5 separate regions of the Mus musculus genome follow, and all the other regions are linked to region 2. Evidence: chromatin contacts called from public HiChIP or PLAC-seq and promoter capture Hi-C data. All regions are on one chromosome and are shown on one strand. The core of a region is the stretch at or near the end of the contact, and the rest is flanking DNA. Distances in the headings are between cores, read along the strand shown.

Region 1 (5,275 bases), core at 1,432-3,931, 290 kb after region 2:
CTGCTGTCGTGTGGAATTTATAACAGTTTGGAACGCCATAATCCTACCTCCAGCAGCTCCCTCTGTGGCCCTGGTATGGAGCAGAGGTTTACTGCCTAATGAGAAAGCTAAACGCTAGCATAAGAGCCTCACAGGTCCATGTACCCAAGGACCATGAGGTTACAGAAGTGAAGTCCTGTGTATCTGTGAAGAAGATATGAGTAGGAGGAATTCAGGTGATAAGGTCCCACGGAGGGTCGGGTCACAGGTTCTGGGCCACACGTCTCTAGTCCATGGGCACTGGAGACTTGAGAAAGTCCCTCAGTTTCTCAGAGCCTCTCCTGGCAGACATCATGGAGCACCCAGCCACAGAGCTGTGTAAGCTATGGAGACACATGAGCCAGGCACAGTGCCTGACATACGGTCAGTGCTCACCCAACAGGAGTCATCTCTATTGTCTAGTAGAGTCGTCACTAAGCCACGAACTTAGACACACAACTGGTGGGGTCCAGATACCCGGATATTCCCACAACAGAGCTGTCACCTTGACTCATGGGGCAGAGCTTACAGGAAGGGACAGGCATTCTCCTGCTCTTACTGTGAATCCCTCCATGGCTTTCCGGGAGACCCGTGCCAGCTTCTATCCAGATGTTCCTGCCCTGGATAGTCACAACTGCTGTGTCTTCTTGAGGGACAATGAGGCTGGCACATTTCCCAGGCCACAGGGTGAAGAACCTAGGTGGGAAAATGGGAGTCCCTCTCTCCCGATCAGTTTGTTGGTAGCCTCCGTTTGGCTGGGCCTTTCCCTGAGCATCCACACTCCCCTTAGAAATGTAAGGAAATGAACTAAAATAAGAACCTTACGTTCTTCCTTTGATGTGAAGACTGCAGTCCTATTTTTACATCAATAGAATCACCACCCTCAGGAGAGAGTCTCTTGAACACTTGCTACCTACCAGAGATCTGTGTCACTGAATGCCACTGCCTCCTGGCCATTACCACACTGTTCCATTGTCCCTTGGTGGCCACCTGGTGCGATGAGCTCCCTCTCCTGATCAGTGGCTGATGTGACCCAGGACACAGTCCTTGACGCTAAGTAAGGATCCACGTTACTAAGTCTGGTGAGGTAAGAATTACCTTCTCCCTTTTATTGATAAAGAAATCTGTAGCCAGGAGAAGAGACATGAGTTAGCCCACACCAGGTACCCTGTTGGAGACGATGACCCCCCCCCCAAGGACGCACTGCCTCAGATCCCTATCTTCATTTCTTCATTTCTCCTTATATATCAGGGGAGGCTTGAAGGAAGCCTACTTCAACCTCATGACTCTGATTCAAGGCTCAACATCCCCTAAATGAGTCCAGCCTTTCAGAGCCACCAAAACAACCCCAGAGGCTCTCCTTTCCTGGGGACTCAGGATGGGTGGGAGTTTATCTTACCAAGGCTATGAGCTGAGGCCCTCCTCTCCTTACCCTTTCTGCTGCCCTTGGTGAATTTGCCAAAACCCTGGGATGACTCTCATTTTGCGGCAGGGGAAATTGAGGTCATATGGTTTATCCACACTTTTTAAAATTCCTGTGCAATGTGGAATCGGAGAATGTTTTTCCACTTTTGGCTAAGGAATTTGGATGCAGGCTGCAGGCCACGCCTGGCCAGGCCAAGGAGGAGGCCACGGAGGGAGGTGCCCCAGGGCCTCCAGGACCTTTCATTTCCAGTCTGTCCCCAATCTCCCCCACCCCCTGCCTCTTTGCTGGCCACCCTACTGGTGGCTACTGCTTTGTCACCCCTCCTAAACTTATCTGGCTTCCCAAGGAACAGTGTAAGGAAACTGAAGTTTGCTTCAAGGGCCCACGCAACTCCAAAATCAGAGCCCCAGAAAGAAGGACAGCGTGACTCATTCCCAGCCCAGGGGACAAGAGCAGAGGCTGCCTTGGGAAGGCCTGGGCTTTTGTTCCTTCATGAACCAAAATGAATCATCCATGCTACAAAGTCATTCTGGCCAGCCCCAAACTTTCCTGGGTAGAACCAACATGTGTGCAAAGGCGAGCTGGGTCATCAGCAGGTGGGAAGGGAGCAAGGTAGAAACTGGACCCAGAGGATGGAGTTCTAGCGAGATGGCCAGCCAGAAGAAACCGATCACCTGTGCCCCACCCGAAGCGCCTTTCTTCTCCATACTCTATTGATTCAGGTAGCTGGTTGGTTCATAAGCATGATCTACATTCTCTGGGTGCCGCGCACTGAGCACACTGTCCCTGTTCCTGAACATACCACAGATCAGACCAGGAAATTATCAGGGACCCCAAGCAAGACCCATGCTACTTTTGCTTTGTCCTTAGAGACCTGGTCTTCATCAGCAGGCTCAGAGGCCCATTTCACATGTCAGCACTGGAGCTGGACTGAGACAAAGCAGCCTGGTCATTTAAGGGGGCAAGGCAGCTATGAGAAGCAGCAGAAGCCCAGGGGGTGGGGTGGGGAGCCGTGTTGGGGCTCAGCATTCCTGAAGCCAGATGTGCAAGCCTGCCACAACCAGCATGGCCCCAATTAGATATCACTCACTGGCTCAGACACTGCTGTCCCCTCTCCCCTCTCCCCTCTCCCTCCTTCTTCAGCATTAAAAAGATTCAGGGGTGCTGGCAGCTGTTCTCTAGCATCTGGCGGAACATTCTGCCCTAAAGCTGGGCTTTCCTCCCTCCCCAGGGAGAGCTGGTGACTCATGTTTCCATTTTCGATGCAGAGCCAGGCACTGCATCTTTCCATGACCCCAAGGACTGGCAGTGTGGTTCTGGGACATGAATTATGATGTCAGACACATCTGAGTTCAAATCCCCTCCTTGAAGCTTGGTAACGAGCTGTGTGATTTTAAGCAGCTTATTTACTCTCTCTGGTTCCCATTTGTAAATGAAGAGCACAATTGTTGATTACGATATCATTTTGATTTTAGACAAAGTCTCCCCCATGTAGCCTAAGTAGGCTTCCAACACTCTCTGTGTGTATGGTGTATGTCTATGTACAGGGATATGGGAAAGGGGCGTGTACAAGGAGCACATGTGGAGGCCAGAGGAAGACAGCTAATGTCTCTAATGCTCTCTGACTTAGCCCCTTGAGACACTCTCTGTCCCAACACTGTCACCATCCTTTGACTAGGTTAATTGACTTATCAACAAGCACCATCAATCCTCTGTCACTATGAGTCCCCTCCCACCAACACTAGGGTTATATATGCATTGTACAAATGCCTACAAAAGCCCACCAACCCTGGGGCTTTTATGTAGGCCCCGGGGATCTGAACTCAGTTGTACTTGTGAGCCCATGCATCAGTCCACCTCTCCTGCAGTTTCCTACGCGATCCTCCTGCCTCAGCTTCCCAGGGGCTGAGTTCATAGGCATGTGCACTAGGCCAACCTCTCTTCTACTCACAACTCTGAGAGTAAGCTGTTGCCTTCAACAGTTCTCTCTTTTGATGACTCTCATAATCTAAGCAAAGAGGAAGTTGAGAGTTCCATGGACGCCACAAACGCTCTTCACCCTGTTGTAACATCAGCTTGGTGGTATTTTCACCCCTGTGAGCTTCTGAGCAGGTTTAAAGAGGCAGGGCTGAGCTATGATGCTCTATAGGTTAAGGGTATCAAATGCATTTTGACTTAATAATATTTTCCGTTACATTGTAAGTAGGGGAATACCCGTGTACTGTTTACTGCTGCTACAGTGCTATTGTCAAGTGTGAGCACAGCTTGTTCTTGACATAGGGAACTGAGGCCCAGGCAGGTAAAGTAACTTCTCTGAAGTCACACAGCCAGGAAGTGGCAGAGCTGAAATTCAGACCTGAGCCTACCGGCCTCACAGGCCAACCCTGTTCTGATGGATGATGAAAAAGATGGAGGGGGAAGTTGGTCCTGATGCTGGCCTGGAGTGGATGCTGTGTTGGAGTTTGCTGCTGTTATGACCATTGTCACTTCAATTGTTTCTCATTATCAGACTACGTCTCCACTTTGCCCTGTGGAGGAGCCAGAGAGGACACTTGTCCTTCAGGCCAAAGCCAACAGTTGAGAGCCCTGAGCAGGAGAAACAGATGGTCTACCCAAAATGCACTGCTCTCTGCCTGCTGTGTGAATGCTATTTTCTGAGGTCTTGGGGTCTCCCAGGTGAAATGATCATGCTTGGCCCTAGGGTGGGAACAGGCAGCCAGGTGCTGGGTAAGGTTAGAGCCTGGGGAACATTAGCACCCTGACAGACTACTCTTATCAAAAGCAAAGAGTGTGCTCTGGGCCTTAGCCCCACAAGTCAATAATGCTATGGCAGAGGCACATGTGAGACCAAGCCAGGCTGGAAGGTTCCAGTGGTGCCATGCAGAACTAGCATGAATCACAAACAGAACACAGACAAAGCATCATTGGCAGGCACAGAATACTGAAGCTGGCTGGGGCAGCACACACCAGGAACCTAGCAACTGGGGCACTGAAGCAGAAGCATCATTGAAAGCATGAGGCCATCCTGGGCTACGGAGTAAGAGCCTCTGTCAACAAAACAAAACAAAACAAAACAAAACAAAACAAAACAAAACACACCAAAAAGCAGAAGTCAGAGATAAGGCACTAAAGAGAGCTGTGACCACAGCAGTGTCCCCACGTGCAAACCACAGCTGGCTTCCTCTCACTCTGCTCAGACCTCTTCACCTCACCTAGCTCTGCAGTCCCCTCCTGCCCGGTGCTTGTCCTTGTGTGGCTCCTGCGGATGAGCCAGCCTCAGCCTCATTCATATCCAGACTCTGGCTCCAGGGCCACTGCGCTCACCCCAGCCTCTGTTTTCCCAAGAACTCCAACCTTCCTGCCCTCAGGGAACTCAGGACTCCCAGAAGAAGGGAGAGGGAGAGCAACACTCATGCTTGCCTAGCCGTCCCCATGAATACACATTAAATGTGTACAGAGCCCTTTGACTGAAGGTTCTGCCACTTGAGCCCAGAAAACTGTCCTGAGGGGTCTTGCGTGGCAACACTCTCCTGGAGATTCTGAGAATTCCCCTTGCTGACTTCCCACTAGCACACATGCGCATTGGGTTCTCCAGCCATGCCAGGGACCGCTCCACTCAGTGTGCAATGGATGCAAGTTGCTCTCGAGCACTTCAGGGAATGGGAAACAAAGCTGAGAAGCTTCAAGTGATCACAGGGAAAGGAGAGTGAGGCCCCTCGCCAGGAGTCAGCATCTGTAGGATTGAAGCGACTTCCAGATACAGTGCAGGATTCGATGGCATGGGAGTTACAGTCTATGGGGCTCAACTGATGCCGCAACCCACCTAGCAGC
Region 2 (5,855 bases), core at 456-2,955:
GAGTTATACACATAAATTCTAGAAAAAAAACATAACATTCACAAGCTGGACTTGGTAGCATATATCTGAGACCCTAGTACTTGAAAGAGCAAAGAGGCTCACCTCTGGTTTGAGGCCAGCCTGGTCTATACCATGAGTTCCAGGCCAGCCAGGGATAAAAGCAAAATTTGTCTCAAAAAACTCCATTCCCAAAAGAGAGTTGGGGAGCTGGGGAGGTGAGGAGCTGGGGTGCTAGGTCGGTTAGTAGGGTTCTGGGATGGTGACACAAAATTCCACCACTGGAAGACTTGTGACAAGAGGATTCTCTGGAACCCATATAGAGGAGGGAGAGCCCCTACAGGTCACTGTCCTTGACACACTACACCTACACTCACTCTTGCATGCACACACTCATTTCATAAGCTCTGCTGTACCCACCTCCTATGTACCTAGTAATACAAAAAGAATGTGGAGGGGGGAGTTAGACTTTGCAAACTGGGTCATAATGACAGTGGTTTCTATCACTCCCTATCGCCCCACTTCCCTTACAGATAACTCTTCTGAGGGAAGGCAGATACCAACAGAAAACAATGAGGACTCCTGCCACTGGTCTTTTGAGTCCACTATCTTGGATTTGGATCCCCCAACTTGGCGAGAGTTACTGGGCCATCATCACCCAGGTAGACTGATTCCCTACCCACAGAAAGTGTTGACTAATAAAGGTTGTTTTATTTTGTGCATTTGGGGAAGACCGCATATTGTAGCCCAGGCTTATCTCAAACTCCAAATTCATATGTCTCAGCCTCAACTTCTGGGATTACAGAAATCCACCACCACACCTAGGATAAAGATTGCTAGGATAAACCAATAAACTTCTTGTTTGTTATAAAGCAACATATAAGGAATACAAGGAGGCAATGGAAGGAGTAAGAAAAAACGCCAGTACAGAGAAGAAACAGACAGCTCGGTGTAATGAGGCAGGAAGATTGCTTCCAGTTCAAGGCAGCAGGAGGCGGTGGTGGCCTTAAAAGAACATTAGAACTGTGAGGGTGGAATATGAAGACAACCCCATCACCAACCACTCCTGACCGTACCCACCTCACTGCCTTGGGCCTGAACTTGAAGAACATGAACTGATTCTCACTGATACTAAACACACGGGGCCCAAAGAGCGTTAGGATTTAAGGAACATGTCCACCGGAGCACAAAGTTCCTCTGGTAGGTCAACCCCTGTCGCTCCGGGTCACCACAGCGCCCTCCAGGGAACAGACACGACGGAGCAGAGATTTGTTTGGCCAAGTTGAGCACGCTTGAGGGTGCCAGGCCCTGTGCACTGCTACTCTGGGAGCTCAGGCGGGGCCGACCTTAGCTGTGAGCTGCAAGTGGAGGCGGGACCCGCTCCTGGCCCCCACTAGCTCCGGGCGATCGAACGCAGACGGCTTTGGCCGGAACCAGCTCGCGCGTTAAGAGTTACCTAGTCCGATCCTGACCTGCTCTCGGACCTGTCCGCGAGATCCTGCTCCTCAGCAAGTGGTACAGGACTGGCGAGGCTGGCTCAACTGCGGTCCCTGGAATCCGGGATCCACATCCCCAAGGTTCCCGGGAGGACAGCGGCTGAACAGGAGTACAGACTACGCCGGACAGCAGCGCCCCTCCCCGGCGCACCCCGGTCCGCCCGGCCCCGAGGGCAGCGTGCCACGCCCCCACTGGGCCCACCCAGGAGGCCCGCCCCGCAGTAGGCCCCGCCCCAGAGAGGCTGTGACCCCCCCCCTTAGTTCGGCCCACCTGAACTGTGCGTCACTTCCTGCCAGCGGAAGGGGCGTACCACAGCGATTCCGTTCTGTTGACTGAGTCGGTTGCTTAGCAACACGGCCACTGTGTCCAGTGTTGCCCTTTTCGAGCAGAGAGCCTGTTTGTGCAGGAGCATTTTGGCATGATAATGCTGTGATGGCTTAGGCCTGGTGTTCCCATACTAACCCCAGGAATCCATGAATGGAGACAAGACAGAAGGCCCATGCTAAGGCTTCTTTTTTCTAGCCTGCGTATCTTTCCGATCACTTACTGGCCACGGTATTTTCTTTCCTCAGTGCACACGCAGGCACATAGAGACACACACTACGACAGAAAGGGAAGATCAGAGGACAGTTTTGTAGAGCTGGTTCACTTTCGCCTTTATGTGGGTTCTTGGGATCGAACTTAGGTTACAGGCTTGCACAATAGCTTGGCAAGGACTTTTACTCTCTGAGTAGGCATAAATTTTTTGCAACCTACTTTTTTTTTTTTTTTTTGGTTTTTCGAGACAGGGTTTCTCTGTGTAGCCCTGGTTGTCCTGGAGCTCACTTTGTAGACCAGGCTGGCCTCGAATCAGAAATCTGCCTGTCTCTGCCTCTCCAGTGCTGAGATTAAAGGCGTGTGCCACCATGCCCGGCTGCAACCTACTCTTAATAAGGGTCCAACCTCTCCTCTAGCCTACAACCCAGCAGAGGCAGTGGAAGAGAAAAGTTATTAGGATATGGGTGAAATGGACCGGTTCAGCAATAATTCTTTAGGGGTGAGCTAGATCTTCTTGGGCAGCAGTTCAGTCCCATAGCAAACACCAAGTACAATTCAGCAGCTGCAGACCAGTCCTCTAGGGGGGCAGACACCAGACACTAACCACCAGCTGCAGTCCAGTCCTCTAGGGGGGCAGACACCAGACACTAACCAGCAGCTTCAGTCCAGTCCTTTCAGCAAGCAGACACCAGGCAGCTGTAGTTAAATCCTGAAGAAACTTCTAGATTTGCCAACCAGCCTGATGTGAGGCCGCAGAAGCTGCAAGCTGCCATAGGAACCTCACAAGCAGTTCTTTGGATAATTTCTCTCAATGGCAGTGTTACCACAAGGTGAGCTCAACAATGCTATGTAAGGCGAACAAATACATGCGTGTCTTTAGCAAAGAATAGCAAGGCAGAGCAAACCAAATCTCAGTGCTCCTCTCCCACTGTCTGTGGGGTCACATTTATACTCCTTTATCAAGAGTCCTTACACGTGTCTGCTATATCCAACAAGCATCCTTTCACTTGTGTCTGCTTCAGGAAAACAGTCTTTTATGTGTTTGCTTTATCAAGACATCCTTTCAGCTAGGCAGTGGTGGCGCACGCCTTTAATCCCAGCACTTGGGAGGCAGAGGCAGGCGGATTTCTGAGTTTGAGGCCAGCCTGGTCTACAGAGTGAGTTCCAGGACAGTCAGGGCTACACAGAGAAACCCTGTCTCAAGAAAAATGAAAAAAATAAAAAATAAAAAAGACATCCTTTCATCCGTGTGTCTCAGCAAACCATCATTTGGCATAGCTAACTTTCTAAAGAACTAGAAGTTTCCTCTTGGTGTGCCATTACACTGATTTTATATAGTGCTGTTAATCTAACTCAGAGCTTTGTGGTTGGTAGATAAGCGCCTTACCAATTCAGGTACAACCCTAGCTGCTGCTGCTTCTTCTTCTTCTTCTCCTCCTCCTCCTCCTCCTCCTCCTCCTCCTCCTCCTCCTTCTTCTTCTTCTTCTTCTTTAAGATGGAGTTCTTATTTAGCCCAGGTCAGCCTTGCATTTTTTTTTACATATTTAAGGCTAGTTTTAAACTCCTGTTTTTCCTGCCTCTATCATTTGGTGGGATTATAGGCCTGCAACACTACACTTAGTGATCTGAAGGTTGGGGAAGGTTATGGGAGCTTAACCCATGGCCCAGTGTATGTTAGGCAAACACTCTTATCACTGTCACTGATAAGACCCAACCCTCAATACACTTTAAATTGTTAATCTATTTATTGCTGATGGTGCAGTCTTATTACTGTGGATAATTACTCATTACTGTGTGTCCTGGAACTCACTCTGTAGACCAGGCTGGCCTCAAACTCAGAGATCCTCCTGCCTCTGCCTCCCAGGTGTCGGGATTAAAGGCATGCGCCACCACTGTCCAGCTGAGAGAATGTCTTGCTAAAGCAAACACATTAAAAAAAAAAAAAAGACTGGGGGATGAAGAGATGGCTCAGTGGTTAAGAGCACTGACTGTTCTTCTAGAGGTCCTGAGTTCAATCCCCAGCAACCACATGGTGGCTCACAACCATCTGTAATGAGATCTGATGCCCTCTCCTGGTGTGTCCGAGTATAGTGACAGTGTACTCATATACGTTAAATCTTAAAAAACAAAACAAGGGCTAGTGAGATGGCTCAGTGGGTAAGAGCTCCCGACTGCTCTTCCGAAGGTCCGAAGTTCAAATCCCAGCAACCACATGGTGGCTCACAACCATCCATAACGAGATCTGACTCCCTCTTCTGGAGTGTCTGAGGACAGCTACAGTGTACTTACGTATAATCAATAAATAAATCTTTAAAAAAACAAAACAAAACAAAACAAAACAAAACAAAAAACCGACTGTTTTCCTGAAGCAGACACAAGTGAAAGGATGTTTGGATATAGCAGACACATGTAAGATGGAGGAGGGCTGTCCATCCAAATTTTTCTTCCTGGGACTTGTTTGAGCAGAAAGGTTGAGGATAATCATTAATATTTGTCATCAGTTAAAGTAAAAAAGACAGACAGACAGACAGACAAAATGAATCCAGACACACTAGTCCTCCTTTCTTTCTTTCTTTCTTTCTTTCTTTCTTTCTTTCTTTTTTTTAAGACAAGGTTTATCTATGTAGTCCTAGGGGAAGTCACTTTGTAGACCAGGCTGGCCTTGAGCTCACAAATCCACTTGCCTCTGCCTCCTGAGTGCTGGGATTAAAGGCGCTCCACACCATCACCCAGCTTCTTCTCCGACTTTTATTTATTTATCCTATGGACCCAAGTAAGGAGTAAATACATTTTAGCAAAAACAACTGATAAGTGCTTATTGCAGTGTGTACCCAAGTGCCATTGTTTCTAACTATCTTATTGCTAAAATTTGTCAAAAGAACTTGCTTAGGTGCTTCATTTGGTTTTTATTTAAAAATATTTTCATATGTATGTCAGAGGAGGGTGTATGTATTTGATTTCAGGTACCTCAACACACCAGAGGAAGGTGTCAAATTTCCTGGAGCTAAGGTTACAGGAAGTTGTGAACTGTTAGACATGGGTGCCGGAAACCAAACTCTGGTCCTCTGCAAGAGCAGTATGCCCTCTAGACCACTGAGCTATCTCTTCAGCCTTTTGCTTAATTTTTAAACCGACCAGCAGTTTGCCAGCACAAAAACATAGCTCTTGCCTAGAAGGGAATAAGAGATTGTGTATTCTTGAGTCAAATATACAGATGACTATGAAACAGGAACAAAGAATCAGGTTGTCCCTTGTCTTAGTTAGGGTTTTATTGCCATGACCATGGCAACTCTTATAAAGGAAAACATTTCATTGGGGCTGGCTTAGAGCTCAGACGTTTAGTCCATTATTCTCATGGTGGGAAGCATGCAGACAGACATGGTGATGGAGAGGTAGCTGAGATTTAGCAGACATCAGGAAGAGAGACACTGACTGGGCTTGAGCATCTGAGAATTCAAAGACCACCCCAAGTGACACACTTCTTCCAACAAGACCACACCTTCTAATAGTGCCACTCCCTATGAGTTTATGTGGGGTTGAGGGGCCATTTTCCTTCAGACCACCACGCCTCTGAATGCTATGTCCCAACCTGGGAAAGAAAGGTTTCATGAATCTTTAATTATAATTTTTTCTTTTGAGAAAGGGTCTCTGTGTTCTGGCTGTCCTAGAACTCACTCTGTATAACAGGCTGACCTTGAATTCAGGAATCTGCCTGCATCCTGAGTGCTGGGGTTAAAGGTGTATGACACTATGTGTACTGGCTAGTTTTGTGTCAACTTGATGCAGCTGGAGTTATCACAGAGGAAAGAACTTCAGTTGAGGAA
Region 3 (5,346 bases), core at 1,229-3,728, 420 kb before region 2:
CCTCATTCTCCTGTATATGCGGAAGATATAACCTTATATTTGGTAAGTGTTTCTTGTGCTATTTTATCACGTGACCTGTTTATAAAAATATATATTAAAAAAGTTGTAAAAACACAAGTGGGTTATTATTTTTTGGTCACCTGACCAAGTTGGAAGGGATAACTCTGCCCTGGATGGCCCAGGTCTCTGGGTCTTCCTGCCTCCTAAATCATTAGAGGTACTCCATAAACAGGAGAGGTTGGAGGCTCAGGGCTGGACTGGAACCTTAGCAACTGACGAACATAAGTTCTCTAATGTCCTGAATGCACAAAAGGGAACAATGTGTTTGATGTCAAAATGTAGGTCTTCCAAAGGATCTAGGGGCGGTGGTGGCGCACACCTTTAATCCCAGCACTTGGGAGACAGAGGCAGGCGGATTTCTGAGTTCAAGGTCATCCTGGTCTACAGAGTGAGTTCCAGGACAGCCAGAACTACACAGAGAAACCCTGTCTCAGAAAAAAAAAGAAAAAGAAAAAGAAAAAGAAAAAAGAAAAAAAAAGAAAAAAGAAAAAAAAAGAAAAAGAAAACAAGGATCTAGGATCTTGCTATCCAAGAGCAGAAATGAGCCTTATCTTCTGCACGGGGTCACTAAGTGAGGGATTGTGATGTTCTAAAATAATCCAGTGATGCTGGATAGATGGCTCGGTAGTGCAAAGAATCTACTGTTCCTACAGAAGACCTGGGGTCAGTTTCCCAGCACTCACGTCAGATGCCTTTAAGCTGCCCAGTAACTCTAGCTTTAGGGATATGATGTTCTCTGGCCGCCTAGGGAACCTGAACACACATTGGTACAAATAAAAACTCACACAGGCACATTTTTGCATTTACATGTGCACACACTCAAATAAAGATTAAATAAATAAATAATCACAGACTGCTAGAAGATCAAGACTATTGTGTCCACCTCAAGAGAAAGGGCAAGTGCTGAAGGGAGGACTGCTAGCCAGCTTTGTCCTTCTCTGCAATGCCTTCTGTCTTGCTAAAAACCTTAGATTATATTCCTAGAGCTAGCCACCATGGTATGTTCCCTTATTTGGCCACTTCTACTCCTGAGGCTGGCGATGAAGGCCCAGCTATCAAAGTATTGAGGTCCAGCAATCAAAAGCCCCCATGGGTTCACTTAATTAACCTGTCTAATCAAAATTAAATACCTCATTCTAACATGGTGTTTCTCCCTCTTACACTTATAAAGTCATAAAGTGTCATTTGTCTATAGGCCATGTCTGTCTCCTTTCTATCCAGAGGCAGTTCTTTATCCCCTCTGGTCAAATATCCCTACTCCCTCTCCTCCCTGACCCTCTATCTGCTGTCTGTCCCTATTGCCTAGCCTTTGTCCCTTTGGGGCAAACAATCTTTCTTTATGCTGAGAACTTGGTCTTGAGGCTCCTCAGCCAACACTGATTTCTTACAATGGAGACTAAATCTACTAAGCCACTGATGACTGGTTGTCAGGCTCTGAAAGTACCAAAACAGGTGTAATCATACAAACCACAGTAGACAAAGGAGACATTAGACTGGGGTGGCAAGGATGGCCTAAGATGGTAGGCATTTGAGCTAAGTGCCTACCTATGTGTAAAGGAGACACCTTCTGCAGGGGTAGAAGCCATAGGTAGAAGCCATGGTTTTATAACACAGCTGATGAACTGTGAAAGAAGAAGGAAAATACTCAGAGGGAAGGAAGCTGGGATAGAAACAAGCTGAGAAAGGAGGAGCCAAGAAAGGTAGAGCTGCAGATGAGCCAGAAAGGTCAGGGTCAGGTCTCTGAGACCTATACACAGTGAAATAATGACCTAGAGTAGAAAAGGCACCAGGCTGCTAGTGCTTCCGTAGGGGAAGTGGCACTGTGGCAGAGTGGTGGAACTCAAGGTCTCCTTAGAAAATTTCTCCTCGCCGGGCAGTGGTGGTGCACGCCTTTAATCCCAGTACGGATTTCTGAGTTCGAGGCCAGCCTGGTCTACAGAGTGAATTCCAGTACAGCCAGGGATGTACAAAGAAACCCTGTCTCGAAAAACAAAAAACAAAACAAAACAACAAAAACAAACAAACAAAAAACAAAAAACCAAAAAAGAAAAAAAAAAGAAAAAGAAAAAAGAAAAGAAAAGAAAGAAAGAAAAAAAGAAAAAGAAAATTACTTCTCCAAGACCGGAGGAAAGGTTTAAGTACTGGTATTAAGATATTGAGATTAAAATAAACATAGCCTAGTTGGTAGAGAACTTGTCTCTCGGGCTCGATTTCCAGAACCATAAAACAAAACAAAACAAAACAAAACAAAACAGAAACCCTAACCAAACGATCAATAGCGGACATATATAACCAAGTTAAAACCAGGGAGCCCAATTCTGGTCCGTTTGCTCTGCAGAAGCGCTGTTCGCAGACACGGAACTCTTATGGTGTGAAAGACGAGTTGTCACTCACTTCCGGCGAAGTGAGAATAAGAAAGGACTACTTCCGGTAATGGGCGGGCAGTAGGTGAGTCTCTTCCGGTACTGTAGCTGAAGACCACTCTGTGCTTTCGGTAAATGACTGGCGTGCGACGGGGCAGAGGCTTTTCTAGCACCTGGTTCTGGTCCCTCAGTTGCCGCTGCACGGTGCAATTAGACACCTGCACTTATTGCTGTAGCCTCTCTTCTGCATTCCAAGGTGTATGAACTCAGTCCATACCCATCTAGCTTCTCTGCCCTTTCCACTCGGTTGTTTTTCCTCTTGGAAGCCCCGCAATCCTCGGAGGCATGGGGCTGTGAAGTCAGGAGCCACTCCCCGCCCCCAGGATCTCACTGATGGAGAATTAACCACATAGAATCGGGAGACGTCAGATATGGTGCTGACGAACCTCAGGTTAGCTCTGGAGCCTTCTGGAGAACTCCAATGAATGTGAACCTTCCTAAGATAACGACTGGCTGATGGACCATCTCAGGCCGAAGGTTCGAGAGGAGACTGAACCTGAATTGTTAGGACACCATGGCTGACCAGGTCAGCACACTTCACTGACCTCCTCCTGCCTCTGATACCTGTGCAGACATGGAAAAGATGTCCCGAGTTAGCACAGCCCTGAGCGGCAGTGCTCTGACGGGCCGAACCATGCACTGCCATCTGGACGCGCCAGCTAATGCCATCAGCGTGTGCCGCGACGCTGCCCAGGTTGTCGTGGCAGGCCGAAGCATCTTCAAGATTTATGCCATTGAGGAGGAGCAGTTCGTAGAGAAGCTGAATTTACGTGTGGGTAGGAAGCCCTCGCTCAACCTGAGCTGTGCTGATGTGGTCTGGCACCAGATGGATGAGAATCTGCTGGCCACAGCAGCCACCAATGGTGTGGTGGTTACATGGAACCTAGGTCGGCCATCCCGCAACAAGCAGGATCAGCTGTTCACAGAACACAAGCGCACAGTGAACAAAGTCTGTTTCCATCCCACCGAGGCCCATGTGCTGCTCAGTGGCTCTCAGGATGGCTTCATGAAGTGCTTTGACCTCCGAAGGAAGGACTCTGTCAGCACCTTCTCTGGTGAGGCCCACAGAGGAAGTTGGGGGTACATCTGGATCTCTGTAGGTGTTAGACCTGACAGGCAGGCTGAAATGTGTGTCCATCAGAGGCCCTCAGATGGACCCTCAGAGGCGGAACAGCCCAGAAAGAGTGGTGGAAATGGGAACGGTTGGCCCCCTGAGAAGGATAAGCCCAACACTGCTGTTGGGGTGGGGGGGGGGGCGAGGCAGGAGGTCAGACCAGTGGAAATTGAGACTGGGTGGTGGGTGTGGCTAATAGGGAAGGCGGAGCCTTCAGACACACCGTAGTGAGTGGCGGAGCCTTGTGTCTTCAGGACTCAGACCGGGACTCAGAGTGAGGTGGGGAGTACACAGCGCCCCTTTCATGGCAGGCCAAGCTGTCTGCATTCAGCCCTCATTCCCCTCTCTCAGATCTTTAATGAGACCAAATGATGCGCAGGCAGAGCCTTGGGGCCTGGAGAATTTGGGGGTTACAACAGACCTTGAGCTGTCTGTGGCAGGGAAAAGCACTGGACACTGTACCCGCAGGCTCCTTGTTTGGCGATCTTTTAAGGTGGGTATGGTCTCTGAGCTCTTCGGTCCTTCGAGGCTAACTAGGCAGCTGGCAGGGCATTGAGCAGAGCACGAGGAGCCTCCTCTTCCATTCGTTGGGTCTTCCACAAGCCTTGGCCTGGGACATATAGACAGCCAACGAGGGTGAGCTCCTGTGCCTCCAGTGCTCACACATAGCCTTCTGAGGCAGGTCTGCAGCTTTGCCTGTGCAGAATCTAGGGAACTGAGGCTGGGAGTCTGCACTGAAACTACCTGGCATACTCTGGCCTAGGCAGATTTTGGTGGTGTTTCTCCAGTCCTGTGTTTCTGGGCTGGGCTATAGGCTGGTGAATAACATGGTTGGAGCCACTCCAAGGGCTCCCCCACGCCCTGGGGGCCAGCCCCTCACTTATGTCTGTACCACTGTGTGCCCACAGGCCAGTCTGAGAGCGTGCGGGATGTGCAGTTCAGTATCCGTGACTACTTTACCTTTGCTTCCACCTTTGAGAATGGCAACGTACAGCTCTGGGACATCCGCCGACCCGACCGCTGTGAGAGGATGTTCACAGCCCACAATGGGCCTGTCTTCTGCTGTGATTGGCACCCAGAGGACAGGTGTGGTGTGGGGAGAAGATGGGCCTTAAGGCTGGAGGCTAAACGATGCCTTTGGGTGTGGCAGGGTCTCCTTTCCCATGGGAGAGGTCACTGACAGCTTGAGTGGGACATTCTCCGCAGGGGCTGGCTGGCCACGGGTGGACGTGACAAGATGGTAAAGGTCTGGGACATGACCACACATCGTGCCAAAGAGATACACTGTGTGCAGACAATCGCTTCAGTGGCCCGAGTCAAGTGGCGGCCTGAATGCCGCCACCACCTGGCCACGTGTTCCATGATGGTGGACCACAACATCTATGTATGGGATGTACGCCGCCCCTTCGTGCCAGCTGCTATGTTTGAAGAGCATCGTGATGTCACAACAGGCATTGCCTGGCGTCATCCGCATGACCCCTCTTTCCTGCTCTCCGGCTCCAAGGACAGCACGTTATGCCAGCACCTGTTTCGGGATGCCAGTCAGCCTGTTGAGCGTGCCAACCCTGAGGGTCTCTGCTATGGCCTCTTTGGGGACCTGGCCTTTGCTGTTAAGGAAAGCCTGGTGGCTGCTGAATCTGGACGTAAACCCTATGCTGGTGACCGGCGCCACCCCATCTTCTTCAAGCGCAAGTTGGACCCTGCAGAACCTTTTTCTGGCCTCGCTTCCAGTGCACTGAGCGTCTTTGA
Region 4 (5,069 bases), core at 2,135-4,634, 490 kb before region 2:
CCAAATGAAACTCTACAGTGCTAGACCCCTTATCCCTACTGTCCCATCTCGGTGTGCTACCCAATAGAAATGGCCCTGGGCTCACGTTCTGCATCCCGTCGGAACCTTGGGTGTATGACGGTCAGCTTAGACCCCAGCCTGGAGGGGTCTCTGGAGATGTGTTGCAGCCATTCAGCTTTGACATCCTGAGGATGGAGCGTAGTGAGTTGAGTGTCAAGGCCCAGCAGCCTCAAAGCCAGGCTGGGTAGCAGGACCTTACCTTGGGGATGCTCTGGACGATGGACTCATCCAACACTGCTACCAAGCTCTGCAGGGCATCCAGGGTGGAGACTGACCACTTCGATGGGGGGCTATCCAGAAACAAGGACATAGCTCAGAGACCAAGAATGTGACCCCAGGTAGACATCGGGAGACAGAAACTGGAGCAGACAATGCCTCTGCTGAGGGGTCAGGAGTGCAACCTCCCAGGGAACAAGACCTGGCAGAATACAGCAGGGGAGACCTGGCCCTAAGAAAGCCAATCTGACTGTGGATAGCCTCACATGTCACTGCCTACAGGCTGTCATTCCTACTCACCCATATTGGGTTCTTCCACTCCTCAGAACCTCCCTGACTGCCTTTTCCTGGCTCTGGTCCAGGGGTCCTTGGCATCCTGCCAGCCAGGGGAGGAGAACTTCGGAAGATCTGGCCACAAATTTCCCAGGCAGGTCACAGGCCAGGCCTCCGAGAGCCCGCACATCTGCCTCACTCACTTGAAATCCATACACGCCCTGTGCACACAGCCAGCATCAGCGCCTCAGGGGAACAACCATGCCCCCTCTGTGCCCTGTCTCTACCTCTAGTAGGTGGTACCATTCCAGACCTGGCACTTCAGAGCCTCCATCAGCAGCCTCTGGCGCTCCAGAGACCTCCGTGGGAGTACATCCACATTGGCTTTAGAGATGAGGGAGAAGAAGTGGGCACAAGCCTGTTGCCCTGGAAACATGGCTGGGCTGTGGAGACAAGGGTATGCTGGCTACTGTGTAAGTGTACAGACACACATCACAGACACACACATAGACACAGACACAGATATAGACACAGAGACATAGACACAGATACACACAGACAGAAACACAAGACAGACAGACAGACAGACAGACAGACAGACACACACACACACACACACACACACACACACACACACACGATACTCCACTAAGTACCTCCCTGACAAAGCCACCCAGTCACTGCACATTGTAGCCCAGGGCTAGACAAAGGGGGGGATGAGACCAAGTTCCCAGCTTGAGGCCTACTTGAGGAAGAGCAGCAGGTCCAGTGGAAGAGCATTCAGTTCCTCGTCGGTGAGGTGCCTAGGAAGGCGACGTGCCAGACAACGCAGCTGCCGGGAGACCAGGGCACGCATCTCAGAATTTTCTGGGCCATAGCTCTCGAGGATGGCCTGGGGCACCCCAGTTCTAATTCCACCCTACATGCTACCGGCTGAACCCTAGTTCTGTTCACAGACTGTGGCACGAACATCCCACTGCCTCAATAGTCAGGGATAGGTCTGACTTGATCTTGAATCCATATAAGCTAGTCACACTGGCCTTCCTCTCCCCATCCTGAGTCATGCTACCATTGGCCATATTTTGAGGACAGAGCCCTGAAAGACAATGAATGCAAGGTCTCCAGGAGAGGGACAGCAAGATCAGCTCAGACTTGGGATAGCAGGGCCCAGAAGAAAGGCATTCAGACCCCAGGGAGCTGAGCCCCCAGGAGATACACACACCTAGTATTCAGTTAGGCAGCAAGAGGGGCTCTGAGGGGAGCCACCAGCCAGGACCAGACCCTGAGTTGGCATGAGGGTGAGCAGTGGAATTCTAGAAACTAGTCACAAACCTCCTAGCCACCATGTATCTCCCTCAAACCATCATAGTATAGGTGGGGACCATAGTGGGAGACTGACCTGATGTCCCCGGAGTGTAATGTTCTTCTGTCTTACAGCCATAGCCAGCCCCTTGGCTTGTTCCATGCTCAGGTCAGATACCTCCTCACATGTGAGGCCAAGAAAGAGGCCTGTGGGGAGACTGGGGACAGGGCTGGGATCTGAATCCAACACTGTCCCTCTGGAAGTGCCTGCCTGCCTGCCTGCCTGCCTGCCTGCCCAGAGCCCTTCCTTCATAACCCTGGGCTTCTCATGACCCTCTTTGGGACAAGTGACAACCTGAGGGACAAGGTACTTGGGCCCTGGGACACAGTCCTTCCCCTAACTCTGAGCCAGCCAGGTCAGGAGGGAGTGGGTAGAGATCAGACAAGACAGAGAATTTGGGAACCTGGATGTCTGGCACTTGTTCACTCAGCCCACAAGGGCTCCTGATCGCCCCCAAAGGTACTGAACCCACCTGGCAAAGTCAGCGGCACCGTTCACAGCATGGAGGAGTGTGGCCTCCTAAGGGAACAAGGTCTGACTGACATTTCCCAAGCAGATAGGAGCTTCTTTACCTTAGAGCTTGGTCTCAACTGTCTGAGAGCAAGGTCCAGATACTGTCTGAGTCTGGCTACCTCTGGGGCCAGGGACTTAACACCCAAGGGCTCCACTGTCTCCAACTCAGCTCCTTTCAGGGCCCAGCTACATCCTGGGTTCTGCCACTCTCTGGGATCAGCAACTCTGCCCACAGCCCTCTTTGAAAAGTGACACTAAGGGATGGTATGTATTCATGTGTAAAGTACCGAAAACATCACTCCGTACCCCCAAGACTAGAATAGAAAATCCTTCTGTTTCCCTCAGAGGACCTCACCTGGCTTGTCTTTGTAGTCTGGGTCTGCAGACGTGGTATCCACCCTGTGAGCCAGAGGGTACAAAGCTACAAGAGAGGCCGGGGCAAAACTGGGCTGCTCTCTGGTCCCAGCCCTCTGCACAGCCCACTGGGTGTAGAGAGAGCTAAGGCCTCTCACCCCATTGTGTCATAGCCTATGCTCTGTAGGCCTAGGGATCATTCCTGCTCGGAGTGTCCCCACTTTCCAGGCCTTTCACTGTTCTCAGTCCTAACCCTCCTGGAACGCAGGTCACCTAGCAATGACCCAAGGAGAAAGCAAGCTCCCAACTCATGAAGGTTCCTTAACCACTTCCTGGGGATCAGCCCAACCCATACTCACCAAGACTAAGGAGAAGCAGTAGGAAGCTTCGGCTGCAGATGGGACTTCCACAGGACCCCAGCAGGGGTCGAGCTGTTGGCAAGGCCATGGTCTGTGGATAACAATGACTCTGAGGTCCCCACTTGTCCCACCCCTCAACCCACACCACTGTTTGGAGACAACGAAGGGGCTTTTGGGCCTGGGAAAGCAGCTGTCCAACTTCTGTGAGCACCTGCAGTAGTGTCTACTAGGCAGACTCTCCACACTGACCGCTTGCCAGGCCCGCCCCTAGGAAAACCAGCCCTCCTATAGGGAGGGGCACTGGGTCTGAGTCAGTGGGGCACCTCTGCTGTGAGGCGCAGTGGACAGCTGAGTTCACCCTCCAGCCTCACAGGGCAGGGCAGAACTGGAAGTATAGGACAAAGAGACAGGGCTATCTCCTGCTCCGGTTGTTACGGGTTCGCCGTTTGTACCAGGAGCACTGAGTGGTTCAGGCTGGGAATTACGCAGGACCACCCCTGGGCCTGAGGCATGGGACTGGAGGTATCTGTGACTTGCACAAACACATGGCCCCATCAGGCTGACCACGCTGTAGAGGGGGGTGATGTCTCTTCCATAGATCAGTCCCTTTGGGTGACATGGCTTCTATGAGAGTTTTTCAAGCTCTGGTGTGATCAGGATAGCAGGTAAATAAATGGGTACCAGGCAATCCAGTGTCCCCTCTGGGGTGGGGCTCAGGGGCTCTGTGGACAGGGTGAGTGCGGAGCTGTTCCCCTCCTCAACATGTGTGGAACTGTATTCTAGCTGACTTTATCTCAGGTCTCTCTTGGCCCCCCCCATTGCTCAGAATATGGACTTCTCATGCCCCCGTATGTGAGTTACCTGAACAACCCAGCAGTAGGGATTGTCTGGGGAGACCTCACAGGCCAGGAGGCTCCTGCACTAAGAAGCCCCTGAGCAGGTAGAGCAAACTGTGTACCAGGAGACGATGTGTAGGATAGGTGAGCCCAGGCAAGAAACATGTCTTAATGTCTCCCCTCAACCCAGGAGACTATGAAGCCTGCAGCCAGCCTTATGTCAATCAAAACCTGTCTATCAGCCTTAGTGTGAGTTCCTTAAGAGCCTCTACAAGCAGCATCAGGCCCTGGGATCTGCATCTTTCACACCACATCCTAAGAGATGCAGATGGGAGCCACTGTCCTATAGTTATGTAGAATTCAAGATTCTGGTACCCACTTGTCTCGGACAAAGGACGCATCTCAGTGTGAAACAGAAAAACCCACAGCAGTTCCATGGCATTGTGGTATGGGGTCCCAGGACTGGAGGAACACAGGAGAGTCGTTCAAATGTACCCCACCCCTTACCATCTATGATCAGCATCGATCAGCATCCACTGCCCACCCCTTATTGCCTATGGTCAGCATCAGCATCCACTGCTCAGTTATCGCCTGTGATCAGCGTCAGCACCCCCTGCTCAATTATCACCCACACACCTGCTGAGCACCAATCTATGCCAGGCCTTGCTGGCCCTGTCTAGGACTCTAAGATAGGACCTAGCCATGGAGAGAGCTGACCCTGGTTTTCCTTTATAGCCAGGCAACATTGTCCCTTATTCCCCAGAAGGCTCCTCAGCATGGACTGTGAGGGGAAGTGGGCGTTCTCCCTCCAGTTCCCTCCAGCTTGGCAGGTGAGGGGTTACAGTTAAAAAAAAAATCACAGCCTCTCTCTGCTTCTTTGCCTGGCGCTGTCTCTACAGCCACATGCAAAGCCTCCCCCCAGCCCAGTCGAGGGCTAGCCCTGAGTGATAGGAAATGAAGTCAGACCACATTCCTTGCAAAGGTCAGGCTTGGGTGGGTGAGGGTGGGTGGGATCAAAAAACAGGGGTGGGTTGTTAACACAGGGGCCACCTGGTTCTGCCTTAAGCATGGAGATATCTTGAGGCCAGCTAGAGT
Region 5 (5,623 bases), core at 65-2,564, 350 kb after region 2:
ACACTGAGCCCAGTGACAGACCCAAAGGACGTGCAGACTCCACTCAAGGGCACCTTCCGAAGCTATTCCTACAGGCTACCCTCCCCAGTGCCCTCCTGAGTATGAGAAATACTATCCCCAGGCCCCACCATCCAGCCCCTGTTTGTTGGTTTTAAACCTGTTGGAAGCCCGCCCCTGGCAGGAAGCCACAAGCATGAGAATCTAGTCCAGGAATAGCGCTCCCTGCTCAGCATTTAAATGCTGCTGTATTTTTACCCCATGATGGGTCACTTTTGAAAGCCCTCGCTCATGTTCTCTCCCTCTAAGAATACATTTCCATTTATAGCGTCTGTCCAGGGGGTGTGGGGCTCAGGAGAGCATCCTGTTTCACTTCAGGGGATTCCTGTTCACCAGCAGGAAACCTGAATCCAGGCCAAGCCCCAGGTGTCTTTCTACTTCCAGGGTCTGAGCTAATCTGACTGTTACAGGCTGGGAGACAGGTGGGGGTTCGGGCCGCTTGCCAGCTCTGTACTGCCTGGGTCTCCAGGCAGTACAGCATTGTGGTTCTGCCGCTCTGGGGTACTCTTTCTCCTTCATTCACCCACCAAATGCTCACAGCTTTCTGTTAGCACAGGTTCTGTAAGGGTACAGGAGGACCATGCTGAGCAGGGGCAGTGAAGGCCCTGGAGGGGTGAAAACAGTTAGGGTGTGGTTGGGAAAAATTATCGCTTTGGTTCCTCGTCAGGCTCCAGTCCCCATTCAGATTCTGTGAGCCTAGACAAGTGATTTGGCTTCTGTGAACCTCCTGCATTTGTTAATGGTGTTCCCTGGGTGGTGGGCAGGATTAAGCAAGATAGAAACAATCAGGTGTCTAAGTAGTAGTACCTGGCCCAGGAGGTGGGAGTGTGTGTGTGTGTGTGTGTGTACCCTAGGCCCCTCCCATATCCGACTGTTGACTAGGGTAACTCAGGTGGGTTTAGGCTGAAGGTCTTATGAAGGTGGGTGTCTGTTGTTCTCAGAAATGGGTGTGTGCTATCTCAAATGCCTGAGCCCCTCCTGAACAGCACTTAGTGACCCTCAGCCCACCTTGCAGTCAAGCCCAGCATCTGAGAATCTGATGGTTTCCTGGAAGATTCTGAGGGAGTGTGTATGGACCCCACTTGGAGGTGTGCCACCCCTCCACCCACCTTGCACTTGTCTCTCGGGGCCTCTGTGGGGTGCCTGAGGATCTGGGTCTCACAGTGTAGCCCAGCGGTGGAGTCAGGCAGTACACATGTAACTGCAAGCAGAGAGGGAAGAAAAGAGTGGAGAGGAGTGACACAGAGCGGTGGCTGCCTTCCCGGAAGGTGATGTTGGAATGCAGGCCTAGGTGAGAGAGTGAGCCATGCTACCGCACACTCCAGATACAGGAAGTTTTGTTTACAGAAGGTTGTTATTGGTTCAGAAATATTGATTGGAAAATTGTAGCCGTGATTCGTGTTTTAAACAAGTCCCAAGTAGCATAATGAATCTGTCACCCTAAAGTCTGAGTGTCCCTCTGTCTAGAGCATTCACCCGTGTACTGACAGCCCACTATCACTTAGTGGTCACCCTAGTCATCTGACTCAGTGTCGTGGTATCACGGGGTCTGTTGCAGTTAACCATTATATTTTTAATAATGGCACTAAAACTCATGAACAGTGACAGTATAATGTTATAACATTCTGTTCATTGCTGCTGGCGTCTTCCTGTGGCTGCTTTATAAATTCAATTTCTCAGAGCTATGCTTAGGAAAGGGTACCTGGTTTCAGGGACTCACAGGGTGTCCTGTGGGCAGGGAGACTGCAGAGGGTGGGGTGGGGGTGGGGAAACACGTGCCCAAGTTGTCCCACTGATGCACGGAAGTAAGAAGACTTCTTACTTCTGTATCTTTTATGTTTTATCTGTCAAGAGAACCCAAGTGGAAGTGGCTGAATATGTTTTGTTTTTCTAATGTAACATAAGGACTGGAGATGTTAGCAGTTGTGGGTTTTGCTCCAGTAGCCCAAGGATGCCAGCGACTTTGTCTCTGCTGCCTCAGCCCTGGGTGTCACATCCACATCTAAGATGGGAGGGTAGCAATCAGGATAGTGTAGTTAGAGCAAGGAACACCTGGCCCTTTGAGTCTATAATCTAAAGTTCACAGTCCTACAATACTTCATAGCAAATGTCATTGGCTGGGCTGCTGGAGACATGGCCCAGTGTAGCATTAAGGTGCCTGTCAGGCAAGCCTGTGGTCCTGAGTTTGAATCCCCAGCATCCATTGAAAAACTGGGTGTAGCAGCATGTGTCTACAACACTAGCCCTGGGGTCAGAATAAAACTAAGAGAATCCCTGGGGCACCCTGGCTGACCTTGGTAGCCTAAGAGAACCCCTGGGACACCCTGGCTGGCCTTGGTAGCTGAGGAGATGAGCACCAAGCTCAGGTTGAGCTGTATCTCAAAAAATTAAGGTGGTGAGGGATCAGGAAATGTACTTGCCACCGTCTTTTTCCCCATCATCTCTTGATTTATGATGGAGATCTTGTCACTTGTTCTGTAGAGTTCCCCATGATCCAGAGGTGGTTTTCTAAGTCCTCTAACTGGTAAGCTCAGGAGCCTTGGGTGGGTCCAAGGTTGGTTCTCTTACCAAGAAGTTTTTCTGGTAGTGCTGTGCTTTTGCGCTGGTGTCCCTGAGACTTGCAGTGATGGCACAGTGGCCTGGCTTGTCTGTCTAAGGTTCCCATGCTCCATGGGTATCCCCTGGACAGGAGAGCTTGTGCAAGGTCAATCTTCTGATCCTCATAGGATCTGCATTTACTCTTGGAAATCCTTCTGGAAGACAGAACTTTGCCCCGTCAACTGTTCCATGACCTAGAAATAGATATTGTAAAAGATTCGGAAGAAGTGTTGTTTGTCTAGCAGGTGGTCTACCATTGTTTGTTCAGCATGGCTGTGGTTTGGAAGGCCTGGATTATATTACGTTATTTGATACATTATAATCATGACCGTTATTCAATTTATTGGCCTGAACATGACACATAGTTATGTGTCACCTATTATTGCTGTGTGCATACCATTATGTCATCCTAGCCCAGAATGTGTCCATCACTCCTGAGAGCTTCCTTATATCCCCACCTGCAGTGATCTTCTGCGACATTTTCCAGAATCTAATATGAATGAAATTACCCCATCTGAACCCAGTTAACTTTACCCAGCCTCCATGCACCTACCCACACACTATCCCACATTGTGGATGGTCCACACTTGATGTGCATGGACATCTAGGTCGTTTTCCTCTTTGACCAACATAAGGAAAGCTTCCTGGGTGTTCCTGACTGTTCCTGAGTGTTCCAGAGTGTTCATGTGCACACCCCTGTGTATGTGTAGTTTTGCAGTTCTCCTGGCACACGCCTAGCATGGCGTGGCTGGGTCCTACAGTGAATGCGAGCTGTGGTTTTACTACAGTTTAACTGTTCATGGCTTATGAGGCTCAGCTCTTCGGCATGCAGGTGTCAGGACTGGCAGGTGACTAAGGCCCTCCACTTAGCAATCAGCCAGTGCTTTCCTGCAGCGTGGATCAGTTCTTCTGTGACTCCAGGAAGCGGGTCTTGAGGCTCAGGCTGCTTTTGTGGGAATTAGTTAAGGTCTTAAGGGACTGTATTCCCTAAAACAGAGACTGCATGATCGTAAAGGAACTTGACCCCTTTCTGTCTGTCTCTCTCACACACGTGCTTCTTCTGTGCATACCTGGAAACTTCTCCTTGCTATGTCTCTACTGTGATTCAATCTAGCACAAGGTCCGCCAGCAGTGGATCAGATGTGGCCACAATGTCATGAATGGAATTCTACACCCCAATAAACCTCTTTTCATAAATTACCCAGTACTTCATTCAGTACAGCAACAGACAGTAGACTAAAACAGCGGACTTTTAACTTTTTAAGACCTTGCTGAATTCTTCTCAGATGGCCACACAGTTTTATGTTCTCCATGGCAACACACGAGAGTTCCAACTGCTTGATTGGTCCATAGTTCCAGCTCTCCTGATAGGCATAGTGACAGCTCACCATGGTACCAGTTTGGGTTCTCCCAAGTGACTTTGATGCTAGCTAGCATCCCTTCAGGTGGACTTTGATGTCAGTAAATCTTTGAGGAAGTATCAGATCAAACCCTTTGCCCAATCACACAGTGTAGGGCTTTCAGTTACCGAGGTTTGAGAGTTCTTTAGCCTGGACTTGTCTTTTATCAGACATGTGATTGACATGGGGTGTGTGTGTGTGTGTGTGGTGTATTTTTCCATTCTCTGTGTTGTATGTGTTCTTTTAAAACACATCTCTTCTTCAGAGAGGAGAAGTTTTTTTGTTTTGATGCTGCCTGATTCATCAGCTCGTTCGTTCGTGGATGTGCTGATGCGAGTGTGCTCTATGGTGTCTCATTTGAAAAGAGCTCCACCCAGTCTTAAATCACAAAGATTTGCTTACAGCTATCCAGGGCTATGTATGTAAACACCCAGGGAGAGTTATTTATAATGGCCGAAACAGGGAAACAACCCCGATAGGTGTTCATGGACACAGACATATGTACAGAACATCCATGAATCCGGTACTCCTTAGACCAAAGGGATGCGGGGCTGACAGGTGCCAAGGCAGCATGGGTCAGATAGTGTGAGTCTGTCCCCGGCAGGGCTGGCCATGTCTTCTAGAAGAAAATGAGCAGATCTTTGTGAGCCTCAGGACGTCCTTCCTAGAGTCACAGAAGAACTGATCCACTCTGCAGAACTGGAGGTTTTGTTTTTAAGGCAAGACTCCATTTTGCCCCCCTTTTTAGAACTGGATCTTTGCCTGTTCTAGGACCTTTACCTGTCAGTGTGAGTCTTAGAACCATCCTGTCACTGTCTGTAAACTTGGCTTGTGGTGGTTTGGGTTGGAAGTGAATTAAGCACAGAGATCAGTTAGGGAGGAAGTGACCTTTGCTAACACTGACCCATTGCCTTAGTGTGTACATCCTTCTTAGTCTTTAACACCCCTGCGCGCGTGTGCACGCGCACACACACGCCTTACACTTCAGTCAGGTTTGTCCTGAATTTTTAACATTTCTCTTAGAACTCGTGGGCGTGATCTCTCAGGACTTATGGGCGTGGTCTCTTAGAACGCATGGGCGTGGTCTCCGGACTCGTGGGCGTGGTCTCTCAGGACTTGTGGGTGTGGTCATCTGTTTACACTTCATTCTCACCTTAAGTATAAATTGCCCTCAGCGTTCTCCACTGTGCACCCGACTCCCACACCACACAGCCCTCCTTGGCTGCTTCCTTTTGAGCTTTAGGAGGATCCTGGTGTTCCTGAGAGTCCCTGTGCCCCTTGACTGTGCCACCCTCCACGTTATGGCTGCTCTCTAGCCTGGGCTCTGTCCCTCTCTTTTGCCCTGGGGGTTTGGCCTTGCTTCAGACATTCACTACTGCAGTACGGTAAGCAGGCTTCTGCTCGTACCATTTCACATTTCAGCCTCAAAAATACTCATTAACGGGTGAGGCCTTGCAAGACCCAAGGAAGAGTCCAGGATGAAGCAAACCTGGCCCAGCATAGCCTGCTGGGAGGCTTGTAGGGAGCTGTGTGGCTGCCACAGCAACACCTCTTCCTCTTCAGCCACA

What was found. HiChIP or PLAC-seq counts read pairs in DNA pulled down with a chosen protein or histone mark. Capture Hi-C pulls out chosen DNA fragments and counts their contacts.
Region 1: an HNF4G HiChIP or PLAC-seq map of pancreatic cancer cells shows a contact between it and region 2. The contact joins the enhancer-like site here to the promoter of Fam234a in region 2. A contact is called at or near these places in 2 of 39 promoter capture datasets (the HPC-7 cell line and neural stem cells), 2 of 115 datasets of contacts at active chromatin or transcription factors (epiblast stem cells and pancreatic cancer cells) and 1 of 9 other capture datasets (pancreatic islet).
Region 3: a promoter capture Hi-C map of liver shows a contact between it and region 2. The contact joins the promoter of Wdr24 here to the promoter of Fam234a in region 2. A contact is called at or near these places in 4 of 39 promoter capture datasets (the C10 cell line, liver, pre-B cells and 1 more), 6 of 484 Hi-C or Micro-C datasets (B cells, CD4 T cells, the N1E-115 cell line and 2 more), 4 of 115 datasets of contacts at active chromatin or transcription factors (embryonic stem cells, memory CD8 T cells and pancreatic cancer cells) and 2 of 9 other capture datasets (liver and pancreatic islet).
Region 4: a contact with region 2 is called in a FOXA1 HiChIP or PLAC-seq map of pancreatic cancer cells. The contact joins the promoter of Msln here to the promoter of Fam234a in region 2. A contact is called at or near these places in 2 of 39 promoter capture datasets (liver and stem cell-derived epiblast-like cells) and 1 of 115 datasets of contacts at active chromatin or transcription factors (pancreatic cancer cells).
Region 5: a contact with region 2 is called in a FOXA1 HiChIP or PLAC-seq map of pancreatic cancer cells. The contact joins the enhancer-like site here to the promoter of Fam234a in region 2. A contact is called at or near these places in 5 of 115 datasets of contacts at active chromatin or transcription factors (effector CD8 T cells, embryonic forebrain, embryonic stem cells and 2 more).

What each region holds. Positions count from the first base shown.
Region 1 is chr17:26,528,285-26,533,559 of GRCm38.p6, forward strand. No RefSeq gene overlaps it. Among named protein-coding and RNA genes, the nearest start is that of Gm34606, 4.0 kb to the right of the region's middle. Within about 2 kb of position 2,682, at least 155 of the 459 cell types and tissues checked have an H3K27ac peak or open chromatin away from gene starts, as enhancers often do. A contact at or near this core is called in the HPC-7 cell line and pancreatic cancer cells, where this site is marked.
Region 2 is chr17:26,242,537-26,248,391 of GRCm38.p6, forward strand. Fam234a (family with sequence similarity 234, member A) reads right to left here and starts at 1,706. Exons shown (of 13, transcript NM_001206335.1): 1 at 1,470-1,706.
Region 3 is chr17:25,821,149-25,826,494 of GRCm38.p6, forward strand. Wdr24 (WD repeat domain 24) reads left to right here and starts at 2,479. Exons shown (of 9, transcript NM_173741.3): 1 at 2,479-3,538; 2 at 4,506-4,683; 3 at 4,804-5,346. The coding sequence starts at 3,058. It overlaps Fbxl16 (F-box and leucine-rich repeat protein 16), which reads left to right. Exons shown (of 6, transcript NM_001164225.2): 6 at 1-114.
Region 4 is chr17:25,750,994-25,756,062 of GRCm38.p6, forward strand. It overlaps Msln (mesothelin), which reads right to left and starts at 3,385. Exons shown (of 17, transcript NM_001356286.1): 1 at 3,350-3,385; 2 at 3,139-3,229; 3 at 2,781-2,824; 4 at 2,385-2,431; 5 at 1,949-2,069; 6 at 1,296-1,381; 7 at 863-992; 8 at 577-770; 9 at 260-350; 10 at 86-185. The coding sequence starts at 3,226.
Region 5 is chr17:26,596,082-26,601,704 of GRCm38.p6, forward strand. The region is part of intron 1 of Ergic1 (endoplasmic reticulum-golgi intermediate compartment (ERGIC) 1); the gene reads left to right. Among named protein-coding and RNA genes, the nearest start is that of 1700049J03Rik, 33 kb to the left of the region's middle. Within about 2 kb of position 1,315, at least 94 of the 459 cell types and tissues checked have an H3K27ac peak or open chromatin away from gene starts, as enhancers often do. A contact at or near this core is called in embryonic stem cells, forebrain and pancreatic cancer cells, where this site is marked.